Linked DNA regions of Gossypium hirsutum: region 2 is linked to region 1. A link is a contact called in public Hi-C data. All regions are on one chromosome and are shown on one strand. The core of a region is the stretch at or near the end of the contact, and the rest is flanking DNA. Distances in the headings are between cores, read along the strand shown.

Region 1 (7,305 bases), core at 3,257-5,756:
ACCCAATGCCAAAATTAAAATTGAATACACTGATTGAATGTCAAGCTCGAGTGCCTAGATTTGCGTTATGCTGGTACCTCGACTGGTACTAACCCTTGAAGTTTAGATCGATACTGGAGACTGATGAGTGTCTGCCCATAGATGTTTCAAGAACATCATAGTAGCCGCTTTGAAAAAGGCCAGAAAACCCACTACACAACTTTGTAGTAGGAGTTTCTACTTTAGCTTTAGTACCTGTATTCGCCGCGACGGTGGTTGAAGATGGGCTAAATCCATCAACATCGGTGAACTCAACATATAACTTAATAACAACATTTCCATTTGAGATGTGCGATGATATGACCGTATCGAGATGTGTCTCACTAATCACATCAAATAACTTATACTTATAGGGGTCAACGAATACAAAAAAATCTACATTGCAACCTCATAATTCTTCCCCGGGATAATCCCCTAACTTTCTTCTGATTCTAGTCCGTAGCTCATGCATTTGAATAGTATTATTGAACGTAAATTCCACGAACTTCGCTCCTATAAACACCACCGCGAACTCTATATTACAGATTTGATTGTCGTAGTGTATAACGAATTTCACTCATCGACTTATTTTAATATCGATCACAATTTGGATGAATAAACGCAAAAAAAAGAGAGTAGAAAGTTGTCTAAAGGAGTACACACAACTCTCACCTGTGATGCAAACTTATTCTGTTTGATATTAACTTGATGAGTGTCTATGTTATGAAAATTATGCCCCTTTTATTAGATAATTATGCAGGGAGAAAGAGAATGCGCGCTATTAATTTTGTTTATGAATGCACACATTGTTACATATTGTATGGTGCAAATACTTTTCATCACATGTTCAGAAGTCATATAATTTCATTGAGATTCGATGTTGCATAACGTGTTCAACAGGCATACGAAAATGTCCTTTCACCTTAGAATAGGAAATTTGTTAGATAAAGATTGCCCAACTGGTGGAGCTTTTCTCTAATAAATTTCCTATTTCTGGGGCAGAAAAGCATGACGCTTCGAATAATGCAGATGCTTTAAACACTTTAACATGTTTAGAATATGTTCCAGCGCGCTTTTAAGGTTTTTATTTGCAAACAGACCCTTCCTTTGAGACTATAAAATAACTCTCACATACTAGGCTTCATCATCCTTCATTCATATAATTTCTCTCCAAACCTTTCCGTTTCTCCACTATAAAATATTTCCCAGTTTTAAAAATTTTGGTCACTAAAAATATTTGGTTTACGTTCGAGGTATTCTTGAGTCGTCAGTGATGCGATATTGTTCCGAGCTACACACATTTCATATATCATGCCAGGATGGGATCATTACCTCTGAAGCCTATCCTAGGGAAGTCAGTTATAGGATGATTTTACTTTCCATGGTCAAGGGTAGAAGTCGATGTGGAGGTTTCAATCAATGACCGTTATGCGGTAACGTATCAAGGTGTAACGGGGGAGCCAGTTGATGGTTGTTACACGACCACAAGCTTAATATTTTTGAACACTTGAAAATGATGCCCTATAAATACCATACAAAAATTTGAGGGCATATTCATACAGAAAAACTCTAGGGCTTTCAGCTATAATCAGTGTAATTTTTTCTCCATTTCCATGCAACTAGTACCTTTAACCTACTTATTCAAAGGCCGATACCGTCATGGATGCAAGAGGACTCTTAAGCAGTGAGCGGCTATTGCGGTGCAGTAAAAATGATGTTCCTTTCGGAGTGATGACAGTTTTCGTTATTATACAACACATTAATAACTACAATCGCTACTGCATTGACCCGAGTTTGACCTTACTGTGTTGAAACATCCGCTCTCCACCTGAGAGCCCTCTTGTTTCCACCTCGGTGTAAGCCTTCGGACAAGAATGAAAGGTTAAAGATACCGACTACTTAGAAATAGAGAAAAAAATTATGTTGATTACACCGAAAGTGCTTAAATTTTTTTTTTGTGATTATATCATCAATCTTATGTATGGTATATATAGAGCATTGTTTTGCGAGAGCTTGAACTCCTGATCCCATAACAGCCATCACCTGCCCCTCCAGTTATACTTGAACCCGTGACTGCATCACAGCCGCCGACTGGGATCTTCACGTTGACTTTGACCACTGATTGTATCAAGCATTATTACCTCGAAACCAGAATTCCCCACGATGGGTTTTTAATGTGATAGTCCTATCCCGCCATGACATATGAAATGTATATGTGCTGAGGCGCGTTATCACATCCCCAACCCCTCAAAACTACCTAAGAACTTCTGTCGTTTTAGTTAAAAACCCTGAACACTTTTAAAATACTCTAAACCTTAAACCCTAATACGAAAAAAATAATAAGCCCTAACCTTGGAGAGAGAAGGTGAAAGAGCGCCCAGCTGGATGCGTTTTCACATTCTCTCTCCTAAAACCGACCTATTTCCCTAATTAAAGTTAAAATTGGCCTAAAGGCCTAATTAAAAAATAAAATTAGCCTATAGCCCTTATTTAGCCTAAATTTAAAAAAAATCCTAAACCCTAAAAAAAATTATAAAAATATGTTTTCTCTAAAAATTCAATAAAAATATGTTTAAAATTTTATATGAAATTTAAATATTTTCATACTAATATATTTTAAAATTATAATAATATTACAAACTTGAAAAAAAAATTATATTAACTAATCATATATTTTTTCTAACATATTATTGTTTGTAAGTTGCTATATTAAAGAATTGAAGATTTATTTTAGTTAACCTTTTACAAAAAGAATTATATTTAGAGCAGTGCAAAATTATTTACTAGTATTATATCACTTATTTAAGTATTTCTTTATGGAATAAAACAATTGTATCCTTTTATATTATTCTGCATCTTTCATAATAATATGACTTATTAATTTTAATATTTTTATAAATAATATGTTTTAAATTATTTTTTACATTATTCATAAAAATTATAATAAATATTTAAATACAATTGACCAGCAAGGTGTGTTTCCATGCAACTTTTTTAAGAATAGCTATTTTCAGCACGTATCCTACACCTTTGAATTAAATAATGCTAAAATTCAGTAAAGAAGAAGAAGAAATTTTGTACTGTATATTTCGCATTTAAAATTGTATATGGCATTGGTCATTAAGTGCACTGCATGAACACATGGTTACATACTAAACTTTGGAGTTATTGCCATCATTTCATTTTAACATTTAAAAGCATTGGATGCCATCCTTCCATTTTAACAATTAAATTGTTTGAAACATGTATGGCATGTAAATCCCATTATATTGGAATCATCCTTCATTAAATAAGGTTTTGGGTTATTTTCGAATCAATATCACTTAATTTTATTGTTATTCTTTTATAATATAAATAATTTTAAATTATAACCTCTATAAAATTTATAGTTTTTTTTCACTTATTTATAGTGTAAATGTGAGTTACGATAGTATTTCCTAATAAATGTAGAAATGATAACATAAGTGCTTGAAATAGAAAGTGTACCATATTAAAAAATTTTAATGTGAACATGCATATTTATTTCTATTTAATATGGATATAGAGTATAATTTAAATACAAAATAATTCAATATAAAATTTAATATTTTATTAATTATTATATAAATTCATTTCAAAACATAAGTCTTTTAAAACAATTAAAATTTCTATCCAAGTCTTGTAAATCGTAAAATATAGTTTAAATAATCTTATTAGTCCATGTACTTTATAAAATTTGTGTATTTAGTCTTTGTATTTTAATTTGATCAATTTTAGTCCATGTAATTTTTGGATTTTAAAATCCCAATCCTCACCAAATGATATATGTTAAATTCATTAAGCTAAGTTTTGTTGTTTCTAAAATCTAATGCGCAAAAAGTTATTATCATATGTGAAATGTCATGTTAGGTTATTATTTCCACATATTACTCACTAAAAATCCGGTTAATGGATTAATGTATATCATTTGCGTAGAGACTAAACTTTCAAAATTTGAAAATTATAAGAACTTATAATGATCAAATTAGAGAGTATAGACCAAATCTACAACTGAATGCATATTAATAAGGCTAGTAATTGAATTTAACTAAGAAATTTAATTTTTATTATTTGGGTGAAGATTAAAATTTTAAAATTCAAAAAATACAATGACTAGAATTGGTCAAATAAAAAAATATAGGGACTAAAATTGATCAAATTAAAGTAAAAAGACTAAATTCACAAATTTTATAAAATATATGAATTAAATTTACAACTTTCACAAAATATAGAGATTAATAGTAGAATTTACTTAAAATATATATATTTAGAATAGTTTAATTTTAAATTTTATTACTTGTTTAATCAATTTTTTTCTCAAATGTTGTTAATGTTTTTATAATAATTAATATTTTTGAAATTTAAAATTCTATAATTCTACAATTATAATTTACACAAACAAATGTAACATAAAATCTAAAAAATTAAAATTCCTCGTATATAACATAAAATTGAAAATTATATTTACATTTTCGTCCAATTATTACGGCACCTTAAATAAAAAAGGCCAAATTTGGTCGTGTGCCGTCCAGGGTCGGTGCTAACACCATTAATAAGTGACACAATCCACGTTTTGCAAAAACAACAAATAACCCCCCCCCCCCCCCAACCCAACCCCCAAAAGGAGAGAAACCTCTTTCTCATTCTCAATATCACAAATCCTCCTATAAAAACCAAACTCCTAAACCCTCACACTCCACTCCACTCCACTCATCTTCGATCTCTCCACCGTTTCGCATTTCATCTTTCTCTCTCCAATGGCTTCTATTGCTGGCTCATCCATCTCCATGCAACCTCGCTCCTTTGTACTCTCTTTATCTTTCTTTCTTTTTAGCTACTAATGCATTTGTTTCTCTTCTTCTTTGGACTTTTTTTTTTGGTTTCTTTGTTTGGTTTTATTTTTCGCCCGATCTGTTTGTTGTTTTAATTTATCCTTCTTTTTCAGATTTCACTTTTTGTTTATTGATTTAATCAAATGTCCATATCTTACTGTTACTGATGCTTTACTGTTACTTTTGTTAGTTCTACTTCTTTCATGGATGATTTGATCTGGTCAATCTGAGATCTGAAAGTTTCTAATTTATTTTTATTGCTGTTGTTTTGCTTTTACTTCTTTTTGGTTTTTGCTTTCGGAAATTATAAAAATAAATAAAAGCTCAAATGGTAATTGCTTCGGAGAAAATAATGAACGATTTTACTTGTTTATCTGATTTGGTGTTGCATTAGATATGGTTATTTATCCATTTTTAATCAAGTATGATTTGTTTTAGCATCTTAAGGGAGCTCAAGCAAGTTACTAAAGCAATAACTAGAACGGGAATTGCTTTTTGCTTCCAAATGAGCTGATGTAGTGATGGAAGCTATAGATTTTCCGGGTATCATTAGTTTTAAGTTTAAGGAGATTTGTTTTAGTGGTTTTTGGCCTGTTAAACATGATTTTCATAGAATTATATTTGATCTATAACATAGATCACTGTATAAAATTGCAGTTATATTATTGATGTTTAGAGTGCTTATGAATATTAATGGCTTGTTGGATTTGGATTTTTGTTTGTAAAGTTCACTAAAATAGACAAGTGCAAAATTTAAGTTTCTATTTTGCTTGGATTAAGATGTTGAGATATCTTTGAAGATTGTTGTTTCTTCTAGAACCATTCTTTTTATATAAATCATCGGCTGATTTTCATGCTACTGAACATCTTTTAACAGGCTAAAGGCAGTGTTTCTGGGTTGAAATTGTGTTCATTTATGAACCAGGGAAGAAGCACCCTCTCATTTACGATGCGTCCAACGCCTGCTCGCTTGCAGATCTGCTGTGCTGTATGTTTCTCACCGAATGCAATGATTTTCGTTTCTATAGGTTTTGGTCTCTCCTATGACAATATATATCTATAACTATTTCTCTCTTTGATGTCAAATGTCTTTGTGCAGGCCAAAAAAGAGACCGTGGATAAGGTATGTGATGTAGTAAGGAGACAATTAGCTTTAGAAAATGACAAACCAATCACCGGTGAATCAACATTTGTTGATCTTGGAGCTGATTCTCTTGATACGGTACTCTCTCAACTGTATAACCATTTCATATTTTCTTTCTTCCCTTTCATCTTATATGCATAAAAGTAGTGTGCAGGATAAAGGAGACCATGAATTTGTTTTACTTTTATAGGTAGTAGTTGCCCATCTATTTGTTTTAGATGCATATACTTTGTTGATTAGTTGTTTGTAATTTGAAAGATTATTGGTTTTAGTTTGTGTTATGATCCATAGTATATGGTTTCAGGTTGAGATTGTAATGGGGCTTGAGGAAGAATTCGGAATCACTGTGGAAGAGGACAATGCACAAACCATCACAACTGTTCAAGATGCTGCAGAACTTATCGAGAAGCTGTGCAGTGAGAAAAGTTCCTAGAAAACAAGGATCTCAGTTGGTTGGTTTATTTGCCGATATTTGATATTCACATACTAGAGGGGGAAATCATGTGTGAACTTTTATTATGTTGAATATGTAGGAAATCTCGTAATAAAGTTGTTGGGATTCTTAGTTAAATTGTGGAACTTAAAATGTGTCATTTCGTTTTACCGTAGTGGTTTATGTAGAAGTTTTTTGTTTAATCAAGCTGCATATCTCAGTTGAGGGTTTTATTTGTGCTCAAAGTATTGGTAATTGATGATCTAAGATTTAGTTATTATTATTATTATTTTTTTGGCCAGTGAAAGGGTATTTCACTCCTGAAAACAAATGTAATCCAATCAACAAATGAACAATTACAAAAGCACAAATGAAACAATACAGAGAAGACATCTATCTTTCTCGCAACAAACATTCACCAACACGGTGTAAAATAAACAGTATAAAGGCGGGGCAGGAGCACTATCGTTATCCAAAATGAAAACCAATGATGATGGGTTCATTGACCCAATTACATGGGCACATCATCAAACGGCCCTGTGATGCAGCCCAATCTGTTGCTTTATTAGCAGCTCTTCCAATCAATTTGAATCTACAATTAGACACTTGTTTACTAAAAGACCAGATGTTCTTCAAAATAGGCAGCAACTTCCACCTGAAACTCACTTCACCGCCCTCGTTAATATCATCCATCAACACTTTAGAATCAATCTCAACAATAATATTTCTAAATCCCTTATCAACAACCATCTTAAGACTCATTTTCACAGCTTCAGCCTCAGCTTTTGCCAAACCATCCACTAACTTCCCATCTGAATTTCTAAAAACAACCCCAACTCCTGCATCCTCAGAATCCTTGT
Region 2 (7,305 bases), core at 2,170-4,669, 200 kb before region 1:
GCATGCCTAGGGATATGGTATAGGATTTTATTAGCGCTTTTATTTTTGCTTATATATTTTATTAGCTCTTTGAAGTGCATAAGATTTCAACCAAATACAACTCGATTGGGAAAACATCATGCTTGTCTAATCATCTGAATCACTGTTTTTGTAATTATCCTTCTAAGATTTACCTCAAACCAACCAACTCCATTGGCTAAACAATATGCTTATCCAAATCTCCTATTATTTTTATTATTTTTTTTAATTTTTTAAAGTATTCATTTGAGCGAGTTCCATGCCTAAACTTTCGCGTTTTATAGACTTATTAAAGAGGTGAATATTAACCACTAATTTAATTAATTTATTAATAATAATGAATGTGATCATATTTAAAATAAAGATTATAGATATAAACATTCAAAACCCAAATAAGATAAATACTGCATGTAAACAATTATAAAATTTTTTTAGTTTAAATTGTTAATAATTTGAAATGTTAAAAGGAAGTTTCAAAAGTGTGAAACTAAAGCTAAATGCAAATAAACTTAGACATCTGAATTTAAATATTCTATATCTTTTCAATTCAGTTTTTGGAATTAGATTCTCTATTTTTAGTCATTGTGATAATAAGGTTTAGACTGTTCATTCCATGAACAACATTGATAAGTTTAACATTTTTTTCTATATCGGTTGATTAGTATAACAATGTTTTTGAATTTTTTTTTTAAATATTTTTAAGAAACAAGGAATTAAGACTAAGAGAAACAAATGTAGGTTATTAGGAGCGCATACAACTCACTGTCTAGTTTCTTTTCTGAGTCGCGGAAAGTTTGTGATCTCTCGGTAGAGAGGTATAGAGTGGAAAATAAGACAAATGTCACCAAAAGGCAGAAAAAGCTTCCTTTCCACAATTTTTATATCCTTAAAATAAAAATCAATTAAGTCCTCCTAAAATAATTAAAAATCAATTAAGCCTTTCGTATCAATATTTTTCACATTAATCGTCATATCATCATTTTTTTCCACGTCATCTATCATGTCAACATGTAAACTGTCATGGGCTTCGACAGAAAGCCATAATAGAAGGGCTCAATTGGATTACTAACTTTCAATTAAGGCTAAATTAATTGTACTTTTCGACTAAGGGCTAGTTTGATTTTTAAATTAGTCTACAAGAGCTTTTTTAGTACTTAAGCTAATAATTTATTTTCAAATTCTTTTGTGAGATGAATATATCAATTATATAAATTAAAAAATGTTCTTTGTATTGCTCCTACAATCACACATGTGGCTCTACCACCGCTTTCAAACTTAAAAAATCATTAGTGATATTAGATTATATATCATAATTGGATTAGTAGAGAGAGGAACTACTAAAATACCTATAAAACCTTGATTCAACTCTCATGTTTAGTCTAAGACTTATTACATTATGACATACTGATGTGGTCGCATAAAGATAATTTGCGCTTAAGTATGGAGATGGAGATCCATTGTTTCAAATTCTACCTAGTTATGTAAAAGTTCAAGCAACTATCTATGTTTGCCATAATTTCTCTGCATTCCGGATTTGGAATTATAAATTGTGCTCATAATGTACATTACATACGATATCCATCTCATGTTAATGAAAATTATTGTTATTATTAATAATCTAATGATTAAATTTTTTATTTACTTCACATTTAAAATGTATGGTGATATGTATTGATAAACCATGCAATAATTAATGGAATGAAATTGAAAAATTAAATTAATTTTATACTACAGAGTAACCCCACGTGTATGTATTGAAATTTGAATGAGCTAATTACTAAGGTAACTGGAAAAATTGAAATGGAAGATATTGGCTACTGATGCAGGCCTAAATAAAGATGATCTGAATGAGAACCGATCTCCATAATGCATGGCTCCTTTGATTCAAAGGGGAATCTTTTGGGAGATATACAAAAGTGGGTTGTTATATATTGGCAGGTAAAATATAGGCTTGGAGTGTGCTACGGTTAAGGATGTCAAATTGTGAACCCAAAAATGGGCTTTGGGTAATGAATTTCCATTATTTTCTTCCACTCACAATGCCCTTTGATTTCATCAAATAGTGGATGGCTGTGTCATATGTGAACTAAAGCAGCATGTCCATGTAAGTTTTCAACTTACAACAACAATATTCCCAACTTTGATTGCCATTCAACCTAAACTTGCAAAGCTGCATGTCCATGCATTTCATTGCCTTTTAAACTAAAACTAAACTACTGCTGCTTCTTTGACCATTGCAAATGCAGTATTTGGATCCAATCCACCCAATCCAGTGGAACAAAAAATGTGGCGAAGCATGCATCTCCCCCACCCTCCATCAAATTGCACCTTATTTCATATCATTCTTTTCAAACTTTTGCTCCTTAACACTCTGCTTTTCTCGTCTAATTAATTTGCTTCTTGGATGTTGATTTTGTTTTGTTTTGTTTTTTTGTAATCCCAAATGCAACTATCAACTTTTACATATATTTTATGGTGCCCCGGTTTCTGAATCACGTGTGGCCCCAATAGTCAGCGCCTTTATAATTGGTTCACTTAAAATCCCACATCGGGAAGCGATCCTGAGAATTGCCGACAAGCTGGCTTTAAATAGAGCGAACCGTGAGTTCAGAAAGCGTACATTCGACCAACTACTTGATCTTATCTGAGCAGAAATCTTGAGGTGGCTGTCCCTCTTTGCTGCCCGGCGCAACCTTATGGCGCTGCCGGTGGCTCCGCCTGAGGGTGGAAATAGAGTGGGTTATAAAAGCCTTTTGTTATTTTCTGCAGTGAAGACTGCCTGCAGTCGAGAGCCTTTAGTGTCAGAAACTGAACATTGGGGGCTGTGATAGTCTAGCGGGCTGAAGTCTCAGTTGGAACATTTTTGGCAGCAGGAAGTGAGTTTTCACGTTTTATAACGCTGAAAACCATAGATTTAGCTAACATTATTATCTAAGTCCAAGCTGTAAGGAAGTCTAAAGCCCAATCTAACGGTGGACAGACAGGTCGACTTACTTTATATTAATTGCAATTAAAAGAAAAAGCAAACAAGAACCCTATCTTTAAATAACAAATTAATTATAGTATGCAATTAAAGCATACAAAAATGATTGGTAAAACAAATATTGAACTAAAAATGTCTTTCCATGACAGAGAAGCAAATAAAAAAGGGTTATTACCTCTAAAACCACAATCATAGTTCATGTCAATTATTCCCCTCATCCTCTATTTGAAAGGTATCATAGAAAACATCTATCTTTTTACATCTCTTGTTTCTTTTGTCTTGTTTTTCTTTACAATTTATAAGTTGGTTGTTTATAGACCACAGTACTCCATGTTTCATGTTTATTGTATGTTAATTTTGGTATATCTTTCTTGATTTGTATTCTGACGTGATTGTTTGTAAATTTTGAAGAGAGAGATGGGGGATAGGCAAGCGGGTAGGTATTGGTGTTACATGTGTTCCCGAGTGGTGAATCCAACGACAGCCTGAATTCCAATGCCCTCTCTGTGATTCTGGGTTTCTGGAAGAAGTGGGCAGCATAAGATCCCGTTCCAACACCAATCACGCCGCCATCGATACAGAGTCTCCCAACAGTCTTTCACTTTGGGCTCCAATCGTGCTTGGTTTGATTGGTTCATCATCACAGCTGCGTATCGCAAGCAGGGACCAAGTAACACAGGATGATGAACTGGGGAGAGAAGTGGAGTCCTTGATAAGAAGGAGAACCTCATCTTCAGCCCTGCCCCTTAGGATACTTCAAGGTATGCGTACAGTAGCAGCAGCTTCTGAATCAGAAAATGGTGGAAATGGAAGTGGTAGAATGATCTTGTTTGATCCAATCAATGATGAAGCCTTGGTTGTCCAAGGCTCATTTGATGTTACTAACCGTGTTCATACTCATAACCCAAGTCATAGGTCTGCCGGCTCCTTTGGTGATTACATCATGGGACCTGGTTGGGATCTTTTGTTGCAGTATTTGTCTGAGAATGACCCAAACCAACATGGAACTCTACCAGCTTGGAAGGAAGCAGTTGAAGCAATGCCAACTGTTACTGTAAATGGCAATGTGCAGTGTGCAATATGTTTGGAGGATATTGAGATTGGAAATGAAGCAAAAGAGATGCCGTGTGAGCATAAATTCCATGATGGGTGTATTATTCCTTGGCTTGAACTTCAAAACTCTTGTCCTGTCTGCCGGTTTCAGTTGCCGTTGGACGATTCCAAGACCGAGCCAAATGGCAACAGGAATACTGGCAGGATAGGAACTGGAAGAAGGTATTGGATCCCTATTCCATGGCCTTATGATGGTTTAGTCACCTTACCCGGTTCTCAAAGTGAATCCACTTCACCTCCCTCATTAGAGGCTATTCCAGGAAGTGAAAATGCAGCTCAGGGAGATGATAACTGAACATTTTTATGCATATATTAGTCTGCAATGAGCTTGTCTTTTTTGCTGCTGTTGGAAAACAAAGAATTTATATGTATTTTATATCAATAAGCTCTTGAAAAAAGGACAAATCAAATTAAATATTTCTTCATTCATGTGAAAATTGTTCTCCCACATTCAATCAAACATGTTGATTAAAAAAGCTACCAAAACTAAGCTAAAATCAGATCATAAACTAACTGTCAAGATCTTAATCACTGAAGGGTACAAAGACACAACTGAATCTCCAGGTTTGATTAGCCCCTTTTCCTTACCATATTGAAGGGCAAACTTGGTTGTTTCCTCAGTAGACTCGGCGTAAGAAGCTTTTACCGAACCGGAGCTCAAAACCGGGATCAGACCCCTGAAGATAAGGCAATGCCTTGATGGAGCTTCATCATTGCATGACCACTCAAGGGAATCTGTTGTTATCTCTGGGATGATCATAGACAAAATAGGCACACTTGGCCTATACTTAGCCACCAGCTTTGCCGTGGTTCCACCTCTGGTTAGGACCAAAATTAAAGAGGCGTTAATGGACTCGGCTGTCCTCACAACTGAGGAAGCCAAACTCTATAATGGGCTCATAGGCATTGGTGCACTCTCCATTATTCTCTTGAAAAGATCCCCATAGTTTATAAAGTTTTCAGCTTCCGTGCAAATTCTGGCCATGGTTTGAACAGCAAGGTCAGGGTATGCTCCAGCAGCAGTTTCTCCACTTAGCATGACACAGTCGGTACCATCGAGAACCGCATTGGCAACATCAGTGACTTCGGCTCGAGTCGCCTTGGAGATTTGATCATAGACTCTAGCATCTGAGTTGCAGTCACCACAGGCTTTCCTTGTATATTGGCCTTAAGAATCATCAGTTTTTGAGCCAGGAATATCTTCTCAATTGGGATCTCCATCCCAAGATCACCTCTTGCAACCATAAATGCATCTGAATTTGCTAGAATATCATCAAAGTTAGTAACCCCTTCTTGATTTTCAACCTGCCAATCCACAAGCAAATATGTTCAACATGAAATCAAAACACATATATTCTACAAATCTCATTGTCTATTAAACAAACTGCAAACCTTTGACATTAGAAGAGTGTTATTTCCATGCTTTCCCAACAGCTTTCGGACCTCCACAAGATCCGAACCTTTACGAACAAAAGACAAGGCAATCATGTCAACCTTATTTGGAACACCCCATTGCAAGATATCCTCTTTGTCCTTGTCTGTTAATGTTGGAAGATCAACCACAACACCTGGAAGATTGACTTTCTTCCTTTCACCAAGAACAGCGGAGTTGTCACAACGACAGTGGACCAATCCCAATTCCTTGTCACAATCCAAGACAGTGAATGTGATTGTCCCATCAGAACACAAAATAACACTCCCAGGCTTCAAATCTTGAGCCAACTTTTTGTAACTCATACAGATTGTATTCTCATCACCTTTTATGCTATAGTCAGTGCTGATAGTAATCTCTTTACCCTGAATGAGTTGTATGGGCTTCCCATGCTTCAAAAACCCGGTTCGGATCTCCGGTCCCTACATATTCATAGAAATTGGTAAAAACAATCCGTTGTCGGAAAATTAAAATTCCCCAGTTTATGCTTTGCAACTTTTAAATCCTAAAGGCAAACTAACTACAGGGTACATTATCCTTGAAAAGAACAAAGTTACTTTTAAATAAAAAAGATTAGCTTTGAAACATGATAGAAAGTTTCAATCTAAGAAACTCCATTAAATTGAAACTTGAAAGAGAAGTAAACAAGAATAACACCCTTCTTTTTTCAATGAAGCACTACTGCAATAATGTTAGAAACAATCCATAAATCAAACATGAGATCTTCATGAAAAGAAAAGTTGACAAAAAAGAAAGAAAAAGGTTACCTTAGTATCCAACATGACAGCACAAAGGATGCCGGTGTTGAGCATAGCGGTCCTTAGATTATCCAAGGTTTGCTGGTGGTATGCATGGGAACCATGGGACAAGTTGAAACGAGCAACGTTCATACCAGCTTTCAAAAGCCTCTCGATCATCTCCACCGACCTGGAAGCTGGTCCTAAGGTGCAAACTATCTTTGTCTTCGGCCTCACAATGCCCTTTCCGCCTGTTAGCACCCTTTCCATAGCTAAGAAAAAGAAGGCACAACACAAGGTTTAGGGTTTTGTGAGGGTTTTTAGGTTTTTCTTTCTTTGTTGTGAATGGCTTTCACATGAAGTTTAGTTTTTATATAGAGGTTTTACGTGCAAATAACAACAACAACAATAATAATAATAATAATAATAATAATAATAATAGAGCTTGAATTCCATAGGGGTCAAGGATGTTTAGGCTTTTGTTTTTATTTTTGATAATTGATTTTTTTCTTTTAATGTCATGATTTTTTATTAAGAAAAAATATATATTAATTGTATAGGTTCAAAGTTAAATAAAAACTAGCTCAAAAAGAAAATATTCAAATTTCGAATTCACTCGCCTTCTACAGTTAATGGATGTGTTTTCTTCATCACTGAAATTTTAAATTTGTCATTATATTTATTGATATTTACCTTTTTTTAATTATTTATTTTTACCATTGTAAGAGTATTATAGTAAATTTATTACTATGCTTTAACTTAATATTAAATATATCTTTTTTTTTTGTTTTTTAACCTCGCCACCAAATTTTGTTATTTTCAATTTTAAATTTGAATCACTTTGAAGACAAAATTTAATCAAATTAATATTTTAATATTCTATTTTAATAGTTAATAATAAATAAGTTATTATAATATAAAAAGTAAATAAATTTATATTTAATAAAAAAACTTAATTCTTTCTTTATTATTTGTTTTTCTAAAATTTTATCATCTTTATTTCATTGACTAAAACCTTTTAT

What was found. A called contact is a pair of places that touch in the nucleus more often than the background predicts.
Region 2: a Hi-C map of leaf shows a contact between it and region 1, with 2.1 times the contacts expected there. The contact joins the promoter of LOC107895000 here to the promoter of LOC107895004 in region 1. A contact is called at or near these places in 5 of 34 Hi-C or Micro-C datasets (hypocotyl, leaf and petal).

The regions. Positions count from the first base shown.
Region 1 is chrA13:68,404,123-68,411,427 of Gossypium_hirsutum_v2.1, reverse strand. It overlaps LOC107895004 (acyl carrier protein 1, chloroplastic), which reads left to right and starts at 4,506. Exons shown (of 4, transcript XM_016820174.2): 1 at 4,506-4,841; 2 at 5,746-5,856; 3 at 5,968-6,090; 4 at 6,317-6,676. The coding sequence starts at 4,794. The coding sequence ends at 6,445.
Region 2 is chrA13:68,604,837-68,612,141 of Gossypium_hirsutum_v2.1, reverse strand. It overlaps LOC107895000 (E3 ubiquitin-protein ligase SIRP1), which reads left to right and starts at 3,419. Exons shown (of 2, transcript XM_041084774.1): 1 at 3,419-3,437; 2 at 3,532-4,409. The coding sequence starts at 3,419. The coding sequence ends at 4,409. It also overlaps the pseudogene LOC107894999.